2 separate regions of the Bicyclus anynana genome follow, and region 1 is linked to region 2. Evidence: chromatin contacts called from public Hi-C data. All regions are on one chromosome and are shown on one strand. The core of a region is the stretch at or near the end of the contact, and the rest is flanking DNA. Distances in the headings are between cores, read along the strand shown. Region 1 holds the start of LOC112055872 (silk gland factor 3). Region 2 overlaps LOC128198260 (a long non-coding RNA gene).

Evidence for each region. A called contact is a pair of places that touch in the nucleus more often than the background predicts.
Region 1: a Hi-C map of whole body shows a contact between it and region 2, with 5 times the contacts expected there. The contact joins the promoter of LOC112055872 here to the enhancer-like site in region 2. A contact is called at or near these places in 2 of 2 Hi-C or Micro-C datasets (whole body and whole larva).

What each region holds. Positions count from the first base shown.
Region 1 is chr7:18,509,023-18,513,700 of ilBicAnyn1.1, reverse strand. LOC112055872 (silk gland factor 3) reads left to right here and starts at 2,775. Exons shown (of 1, transcript XM_024096159.2): 1 at 2,775-4,678. The coding sequence starts at 2,954. The coding sequence ends at 4,033. The region is part of intron 5 of LOC112049427 (40S ribosomal protein S4); the gene reads left to right. The region is part of intron 1 of LOC112049434; the gene reads right to left.
Region 2 is chr7:18,122,529-18,127,361 of ilBicAnyn1.1, reverse strand. It overlaps LOC128198260 (a long non-coding RNA gene), which reads left to right. Exons shown (of 5, transcript XR_008250987.1): 5 at 1-2,046. Among protein-coding and RNA genes, the nearest start is that of Trnam-cau, 55 kb to the left of the region's middle. Within about 2 kb of position 2,566, at least 8 of the 8 cell types and tissues checked have open chromatin away from gene starts, as enhancers often do.

The DNA.
Region 1 (4,678 bases), core at 1,526-4,025, 390 kb before region 2:
AAATAAATGAGAGATTATTAGACATATTAATAGTGATTTGTATTACGTAAGTATATACCCCGCACTAGTAAGCGCAGTGTTGGCCGACCCCCCACCAGGTGGACTGACGACATCAAGCGAGTTGCAGGGATTCGCTGGATGCAGGCTCAGTATCGTGATGTTTGAAAGTCCCTACAAAAGGCCTATGTCCTGCAGTGGGCGTCCATCGGCTGATAGGATGATGATGATGATGATACCTACTATGAACTATTACCTATCTACGTTTTACCTACTATTCTCATTTATTCCAAGTGGTGGTACAACATGGCGCTTTAGACTCGAACACAGCGAGAGCCATCTAATTGACTAGGTACAGAGGCAGTCTAGTCTTAATTGCTGACTATTGATTTGCGGTCCGGTCCGGTCCGGTCCGGCCGCACGGATCCTTGCGGGCAATTTAAATGCACATTACCTAGTGTCTTGTCGTTTTACTCGAGAGATAATTTTCACTGCGACATACTAACAGGTGAGGAAGCTACGTCATACGGGAACGTAGGTAGGTATAAGATTGTGATAAAAAATATCACTAGAAAAATATAACCTACCTATCACAAGTAAGCTGGGTCTTGATTAACCATCAGCTGACCCGAGGCACACTAGTGGAGTCATCCTTAAAGAGGTGCAAACCACAGTTGATGTCATCGACTTGGGAATCCGAGTAAATAGTGTGACAAAATTTATCAAACAGAGAGTGGTTCTTAACTGTCACTCAGAAAGAGATATGAATGCTCTTAGTCTTAGACATACAATAGAGACGACAAATAAAAAAAGTAAAATTGCTATCTCAACCATTTCGAATAAACCTAGCCAAAGCTCTTCTTGTCTCAATAAGATAACTGAGATAAAATAGGAAGCCGATAAAAACAAGTCTATATGAATTATCAATAATTTTTCCCATTGGAATATTATGGAAAAAAACCTATTCGGATAAGTAGACAAATAAATTAGGGTATGTATACTCGTATACATAATGATTTTTCGAGTAATTTCTGCTTTAATATGTAAAGTTAAAACTAAATTAATATTATATTCTAAATACGAAACTTTTATATAACCCTCTCTAGCGGGAAAACATCAAGAGGTTTGATGAGGGTTGTGCAAAAGCTCTATTAGTTTACCTAGTACAGCTACGCGACGCTAGGTGGCGCGAGCTTACGCTTTCTTTGAGTAAATGTCTAACACAAACTTAATAATTTGTTCAAATAACTATAATATTAGTTACAATTTATAATATAAAATATAGGTTGGGACCATATCAGTAATAACTTTATTACATTATGAGTAAGTAGTAAATAATGTAACGTAATAATGTAGTGTAACGTCCTAGTTATTTTTTTTATTTTATATTTTGGTTAAAATTGTATCTTTAACGTAGTAGATAGTTTCTATTATAAAAATAAATTATCATCAGCTACTTTTAGGTTTAAATATTAACTGTAGGTAGGTAAGTAGGTATTTCCTTTTAATCAAATGTCGGGTTTTTCTAGTCAGAATGTATTTTTAATAAATACCTTATTTGTAATAATTTTGAATTAAAATGTACTGAAAAAATAAGCAACGCATTAAAAAATAATTAATGAAATTTTGGGTATCGAAAGTGTGTCTACTCACTGATAGATGGCGCTAGTTGACGCTCTTTTACAAATGTTTCATCGATAACCTGAGTAACAATAATGAAGCGAATTGAACGAGATTTTTATATTATTATGTAGATGTTTATTTAGACAATGATTCTAGTAATATATGTATACCCATAATTACATACCATAATAGTTTTTTTTTCACATGAAAAAAATCTCGATGTAAAGCATACATAAATTTATACCTATAATGTTAATAAAATACTTAAAGTTATTTATTATAAGTACGTAGGTACCTGGTTGACCTACATTATACATTTAGCTCAACTCCGTCGTTATTGAGTTTAAACGTACAAACTACTGCTACCTATTTGATAACAGGTAGGTATACCTACATAAGCATACATGGATATATAAAAAAACAACCATAAATAGGTAATTGAAATTGTCGTTGATTGAAGTAAATTATTATTAGTCTAGACCTATAATGGAGACAATTTAGATTGCTCAAGTTTCATTTCACATTAGTAGGTAGGTAGGCACCTAGGTATAGACAAAAAATGTCTTAGCAAAATACCTACCTACCTACTATTTTCGGTTATTAAATTTCAGCATGGAGTAATTAAAAAAATTAGAGATTCTAGGTATATCTAATTAATATTTCTCGAACCTGACGGGCTTATGTTAGCATAATCTCTAAGTAGATACCTACTAGGTGTGCAAGAAATATTAATGTATAAAAACAATATGTTACTTGGTTAAGTAACATTCCTCCTAATACTGCTTAAAACAATAAACTAAAAATACAACTAAAATTAATATTTATGAAATGTACCTAATTGCTATAAATTATTTGAATACACGTACTATAATGTATGTCATAATTTGCTAACAGTGTTAGGATGTAGCTCATCTGAGCGGCGAGGAGCTGCCGCTGCGCCGCTCGCAGCAGACGCCAGTCGCGGCTCGCGGCAACAAATCGCAGAGTGATTATGTTTGTAAATAAGTCGGTGGTCGGCGCTCTCGCTCGTGGGGCGCGCGGCGAGCGCGGGGCGAGCGCGGGGCGGGCGGGCGCGGGGCGGCGGGCGGCGCCGGGCGGGGCCGGCCCCTCCACGCCGGCGCGGCCGCGCGGCGCGCTCGTGGGGCCAGTCCGACCCGTGCTGCCGCCGCGCACGCACGCGCATGTCGCTCGTTGTCGCCTGTGATGTGAGGTGGCCCCCGCCGCTACCGCAGCGCCGCGCGACCCCGCGCCAGTTTTGTGAAGCAGCGGCCAAGCGAAGGCTCCGGCCTTCTGCGGCAAGACGCCGTCCACCGTGGACCTGAGGTACGGCGCCATGGCGGCGACCACGTACATGCCGGGCGGCGAGCTCGACCTGCTGGCGGGCGGCTACCACGCCGCGTCGCCGCGCAGCGCCGAGCCGGCCGACATGAAGTACGCGCACCACCTGCACGGCGGCAGCCCCTCGCCCGGCGCGCCCGTGGGGCTCAACCCCTGGGCCTCGCTGCCGCCCGCCGACCCCTGGGCCGTGCACCAGCACCACCACCACGCGCACCAGCCCGACGTGAAGCCGCCGCCCGCGCCGCACGACCACCGCCACCTGCAGCACGGCTGGCACGCGCCCGTGGGCTACGGCGCGGGCTCGCCCGTGCTGCACGGCGGCTACGTGCCCGTGCACCACCAGCACCTCATGCGCGACGTGCCGCCCAGCCCGCACCTGCACCCGCACCACGCGCTGGAGCGCGACGGGCCCGAGGAGGACACGCCCACGAGCGACGACCTGGAGGCCTTCGCCAAGCAGTTCAAGCAGCGCCGCATCAAGCTGGGTTTCACGCAGGCCGACGTGGGGCTGGCGCTGGGCACGCTGTACGGCAACGTGTTCTCGCAGACCACCATATGCCGCTTCGAGGCGCTGCAGCTCAGCTTCAAGAACATGTGCAAGCTCAAGCCGCTGCTGCAGAAGTGGCTGGAGGAGGCCGACTCCACCACGGGCAGCCCCACCAGCATCGACAAGATCGCGGCGCAGGGCCGCAAGCGCAAGAAGCGCACGTCCATCGAGGTGTCGGTGAAGGGCGCGCTGGAGCAGCACTTCCACAAGCAGCCCAAGCCGTCGGCGCAGGAGATCACGTCGCTGGCCGACTCGCTGCAGCTGGAGAAGGAGGTGGTGCGCGTGTGGTTCTGCAACCGGCGCCAGAAGGAGAAGCGCATGACGCCGCCCAACACGCTGGGCGGCGACGGCATGCTGGACGGCATGCACGGCCACTACGCGCACGACATGCACGGCTCGCCGCCGCTGCACGCGCACTCGCCGGCGCTGTCGCCGCCGCACCCCGCGCACGCGCCGCACCCGCAGCACGCGCCGCACGCGCAGCACGCACAGCACCTGCAGGGCGCGCACACGCTGGCGGCGCACTAACAGTTCGCCCCGTGGGCGCCGCCGCGGCCGTACTACGCGGAGCCGCACTAGCCGCCCGCGGGTGTTCCAGTGAGTGACTGTAGTGAGTGCCGAGCCGGTAAGTAGCCGCGCCGAGCGAGGACGAGCGAATTTATGCTAGACGTACGGACTGAGTGCCTGCCGTGGCCAGTGAGGATGCGATCGAGATAGGTGCAATTCTTATGTTAAGTGCTAGACGAAGCGAGCGGCGCCACGCGACGCGCCGCGCCCGACGCGACGGTCGCGCGCCTCCGAGCCCGCTCCGGTAATTTATTGAAAATTAAGCAGATACGATGCCAAAATGGTTTTATTCCTGTTTTTAATAATTGTTTTGTTGTTTTTTTTCGTTTATATGTAATTGTGGCCAATTTCGGTACTTAATTCTAATATAAATAGGTATTTTTTTATATAAACTAATGTTACTGCTACGTCTATGACGATATGCATATACTGCATATATAAAAGTGTTCTTTATATGGAATCCGAGACGGTTATGAGATGGCGCCGTCAGTGCTAGTGTAGTCAGTGCTCGGACGGCAGGCGTGTCGCGTCGCGTCGCGCCGTGTCGCGCAGTGTCGTGCGCGGCGCGGCGCGTCTCGCGCGGCGCAGGGCGATCGCCCGATTCGA
Region 2 (4,833 bases), core at 1,317-3,816:
CATGGTATGAGGTTTTGGACGATTTTCTAATTTTCAAATAGGCTCATTTATAGGTAATCTAACGATTTAAAGTTCCGATAAAACGCCGCGTATCGGCGTCAGAAATATGAGTAGGTATAATAAGGTTGTACCATTAGGTGAAGTAGCCAAATGTCAGCAGAGAGAAGTTGAAAGGCCGAACGGAGACGTTCGAACGCGTCTCCAGGAGACCGCGACAGCGTGTCAACGTCTCAGTCTCCGAACGTCTCAATGAGTGCGCCTAAGCGTATCACACACGGCGCGGATGCAGATCAATTAGCATTTCCTCAAACGTGGCACGTTTACACGCCGGAACAAAATCGCTAAAACTTAAGGGGCGACGACACCGCGCTCCGAACGCTCCAAATGTATTCAAATATATGCGCGATTAATTCAGCCGGCATAGCCAACGGGACGGTGTTAGTAGTGGCAGCCAATCTCACTTTCTACGCGGATCGATGGGGCCGTGACCTTCGCAATGCCTCTTATTTGCTTCTGGATACCTTTTTTTGGGTGTCCCAGACCAGTTTTGGGGTGATTTTGGACAGGAAACTGCGTAACTTCGACCAAAAGTCGCCTCAAGGAGCAGAGTTTCACAATTGTCGGGCGATATGACGTTTTCTTACAACTTCATGGAATAACTGAATCTTGATATTTTTGAAACTTTCTTTTTTTTGATGAATAACAGTAGCTATAACATTCGCAAGTAGAAATTTGAAAACTTAGAAAAATTTGGGAAAAATTGTTTTCTTACAATCGTCTCTGGATTAATAGTTTAGACTTTGATAATATTTCTTATTTGAATATATTTGAACAAAACAAAATACCCATAATTCACTAGGTAGACAGATTTAGGCCATGATCTTCTGTTCTGGGCTATGTTTTTTGACATCGCATGATATTCTATACATTTTACCTAATATTAGAAAATTCAAGTAGGTACCTAGTTTAAAACAAAACTTAAGCTCAATTGAAATTTCTAATAAGTTAATATTATAAGGATTATGACTTTAATTTTTTGACTTTTAACTTTAATTTGGTCTTTATAAGCAAGAAATTTAAGAATGAAAATATGTCCTCTACCTATCTAACCGTCTCTAAATTTACTTTTTATTGGAACCCTTATTTTTAATTAATTTTCTTCATCTGAAATGAACATATACCCTGATAGTTTGCAAGTTGAGGTATCAATTTATCGAAATGACATTTATAAGCTAGAACAGCAAATCAGTTCCACTAACTGGATATAAAAATGAGAAATTCGAGATATTAGGTAAGTACATCAAATGTTCTCCAACAAAAGAGCGATGCACAAAAATCCAAATCGCATCAGTCCGTACCCCGCTTTATTACAGCTAAAAGCGTTACAGGCAAAGGTTCGCGCTCAAAGAGAGCGCCCTTGTAAAATTCCTTTTCAGTCTCGGAGGAATTCAAGACTCGAGTACACGTACAAGTGGTACACATAAAAATAGATAGTCTGTGGGGCGTAGGTGGCGCGCGCGTGTGCGTGCGACGTGACGCGCTTTGCGCCTGTGTGCGTGGAATGCGGTGCACGGGAGTCGCTGTAGCGCGACCGAGGAGTCGAGACATTTTGTGACGTCACCTGATTAATTTAAACAAACAATTTTTGTTTATAAGAATACCAACGGACGCCCGTGACTTGGTCTGCGTGAAACCCTACCCCTACCCTAAGTATTCTTTGTTCTTCTCCTGGGTCTAAGCTACTTAACCAACAATTTTCAGCCAATCTAGTTTAGCCGTTCTTGCCTTATAAATAGTGTAACCACCACGACTTTTTTTATATGTAACTATAAGTTTATACTTATTGAAAGAGTAAAGTCGATTTAGTTAGGTATACTTTTAAATTTTGTGATTGCCTGTATGGATATATTTTCTTACAAACCAAAATTGTTATTGTTAACAATTACCATCTGTAACATGTTTGAGATAGTTTCATTTGTTTCTTTGTAATGGAATATTATCATAATATGTATTTTATTTATTTATAGTAAATAATAAACAAGTGTCTTCTGTTAGTTTTATTTAACAAAGGTCAAAAATTATATTTACACCTACTACAATACATACACGCTTACCTATAGATGAGACTCAATTATCTAATAAGACCTAATGAGAATGTAATATACCTGATATTTCTAAAATTAACTACATATATTTTATCAGAAATAAGCCTACAAGAAAATACCTATAAGAAATAATCTATTATCCTACTATTACTTATCAAATAAAAAGAGAAAACACTTAGAAAATAAAACTAAATAGGAAAATATTAGATATTACCCAGTGTTGAAATTGATATTTTTATAATTCTTTTGTTTAAAATTATTATAAGAAGACCCTATCAGAACATCTTTTATTGAGTTAAGGATTCTATTACTTGACAAAAGGAGAAAATTCGTAAATATTTTATTTAGCTTAGTGCCAATCAAGTATTCTTATCAATTTCCTATGTCAGTATCCTCACAGCTCGGTCGCGGTACACACACCCACACACAAACAATGCTACGTGCCGTCGTCTTGGCAACGGCACGCATGCGTGGCGCCGCCCACCGCCCTCCCGCGGCCCCCCGCGCCCGCCGCCCGCGCGCTCCGTGCCAAGAGCACCGACGACGCGAATCTATCCTGTATGATTGGTCATTGAATCAGCTCTACAATACCGTCGCAGGCTTTTTTCAAGCGCCGTGCGACATCGGCCTTAATTGACGGCCATCATTAAATGATTATTTCGGGCTTTTTTTGTTTTAATCGATCGCTCATTGATTGGTGCAGTGAACAGTCATATCTCATTACAAGTTGATTCTTCACCTACATAATACACCTATACTTATAGGTAAGTTGTTTTTACCTGGCACTTAAGTAAACACATGCTTCTAGTGTAAGGTCTATGAAGCGTAAGACTAGATGTTATAACTCGTGCGCATTAAATTGACACCTGGATACCAAACGCAGCAAAACAAACAGTACAAACTACAAACATCATTCGAGCCACGTGTCAAGTTTATTTGCACGAGCTGTACAGAGAAGTAACACTAAATAACGTCTTACTTATTCATAGACAAAAATTTAGCAAAATGTATTGAGGTCCAGGTAAAAATTATTCATACAAACAAACCTTTATATTTATAAACACTTAAAAGCCGCAAGTACCAAATAGATTTTGCGAACTAGTTACTCTAAATCAGGTAGGTATGTGTGGCCATTCATATTTTGAGTTAAAAGTTCGGATACTCAGTAATACTCACCTATCCAACTTTTGTACTAATTTTTCAAGAAACGAAGTCTTATGTTCTCTTAACGATTCATTGTTGAAGAAGAAAAGCCAATTAATTTTCACAATTACAAAAGAACGAATACTTAATAAAAATTAGGTGTTAATTGTTTAATTATCTACTTATATATTTAAAATAGATACAAATGTAGGTACAAAAAGTCACTAGATAGAGGATACCTACTTTTAAAACAGTAGGTACCTACATAAATATTATCATAAATTGAAAGACTTACAGTCGAGCCTCTTATCTCATAAGAAAACTAAACATGGAGTGTAGACCTACCTCACAGCTTCAGTACGGGTTGGTGAGTCGTAAAAAGCTCTCAAGTTTCCAAATTTAGGCTCAGTGTAAGTTTGGCACTGTACAAAAACCAACAAATCTGATTTAATAAGTTACAGTAATCTCGGAAATACAGTTATTTTACATAATATGCAACAGTTCACCTCGCGTTTCAAGGCTACACATAAATTATAACTTTTCTCGTAAATTTTCTCAACAATTCCACCATAATAAATAAATGCTTTTACAAACTGTATGTGTTTTACTCCACTATATTCCATAACCGCATTTACGAAACACTGCTAAGTACAATAATGGACTTTTGAACAACACGAGATATCTATAACATAGTACCAGGAGAGCATGGCAGCATGCGGGTCGCGCGGGTGCGAGCGGGACGGCGGCGCACGCACACGCGCGCGCCCGGGAAAGCCTCACGCACACAGAGGCGCGGAGGAAATGGAATGTAGGTATCCGCCGTCAGTTGCTAACGATTGAATGTACGGTATGATTTCATCCCTCGACTATTATGTGGAAGGGTTCCAGTGATTTTCCATTTACTTGCTCGATAATGGGAAATATTAATTGTAAAGGGCTGAAGGGCTGATTATTATTTGTGTAAGGTGGATAGGTATTAAGGGGAAATGTTTAGTTTAGAAAATTTGTTTTATCTGAATAGATAAGTTATTACCCAAGCCTGTTAAATTTACGCACTATAAAAATTATACCCAACAATAAAAGTACCTAATTAGATAGTAGGTACCTACCTACTAATAGTATAGCTTTGGTAAAGTTAATTTTATCAAAATCGGCACTGCACACTCTAAAATGAAGTTTATTCTAAATTTGGCGCAAGCCAAGTCGATATAATTTATATTTATGTATTTAAAAGTTCACATTAATTATATGAGTCATTGTGTCATTATTAATCCTTGTTCTATATAAGTACCCACCTATATTTATAGGTATTCTATCTACAAGAGAATATTAATATTTTTGTATTCTTGAATTCTAAATATCTGGCTATATTATTTATACATTTATACTTTAGATCAATTTATTTGATCTAACTGGACTTTAAAAATGTTGGGAAAGGACAGTGTTTCATGTTTTCTTTAGTCATATTTAGTTCAAAATCTCATTGTACAAACTTCACTTTTTTAATGATAATCATTATGCAGGCATTCATAACAAAAAGCAATAAGTAACGCTTCTTCGCAAAGATTAATACAAATTAGGAAAC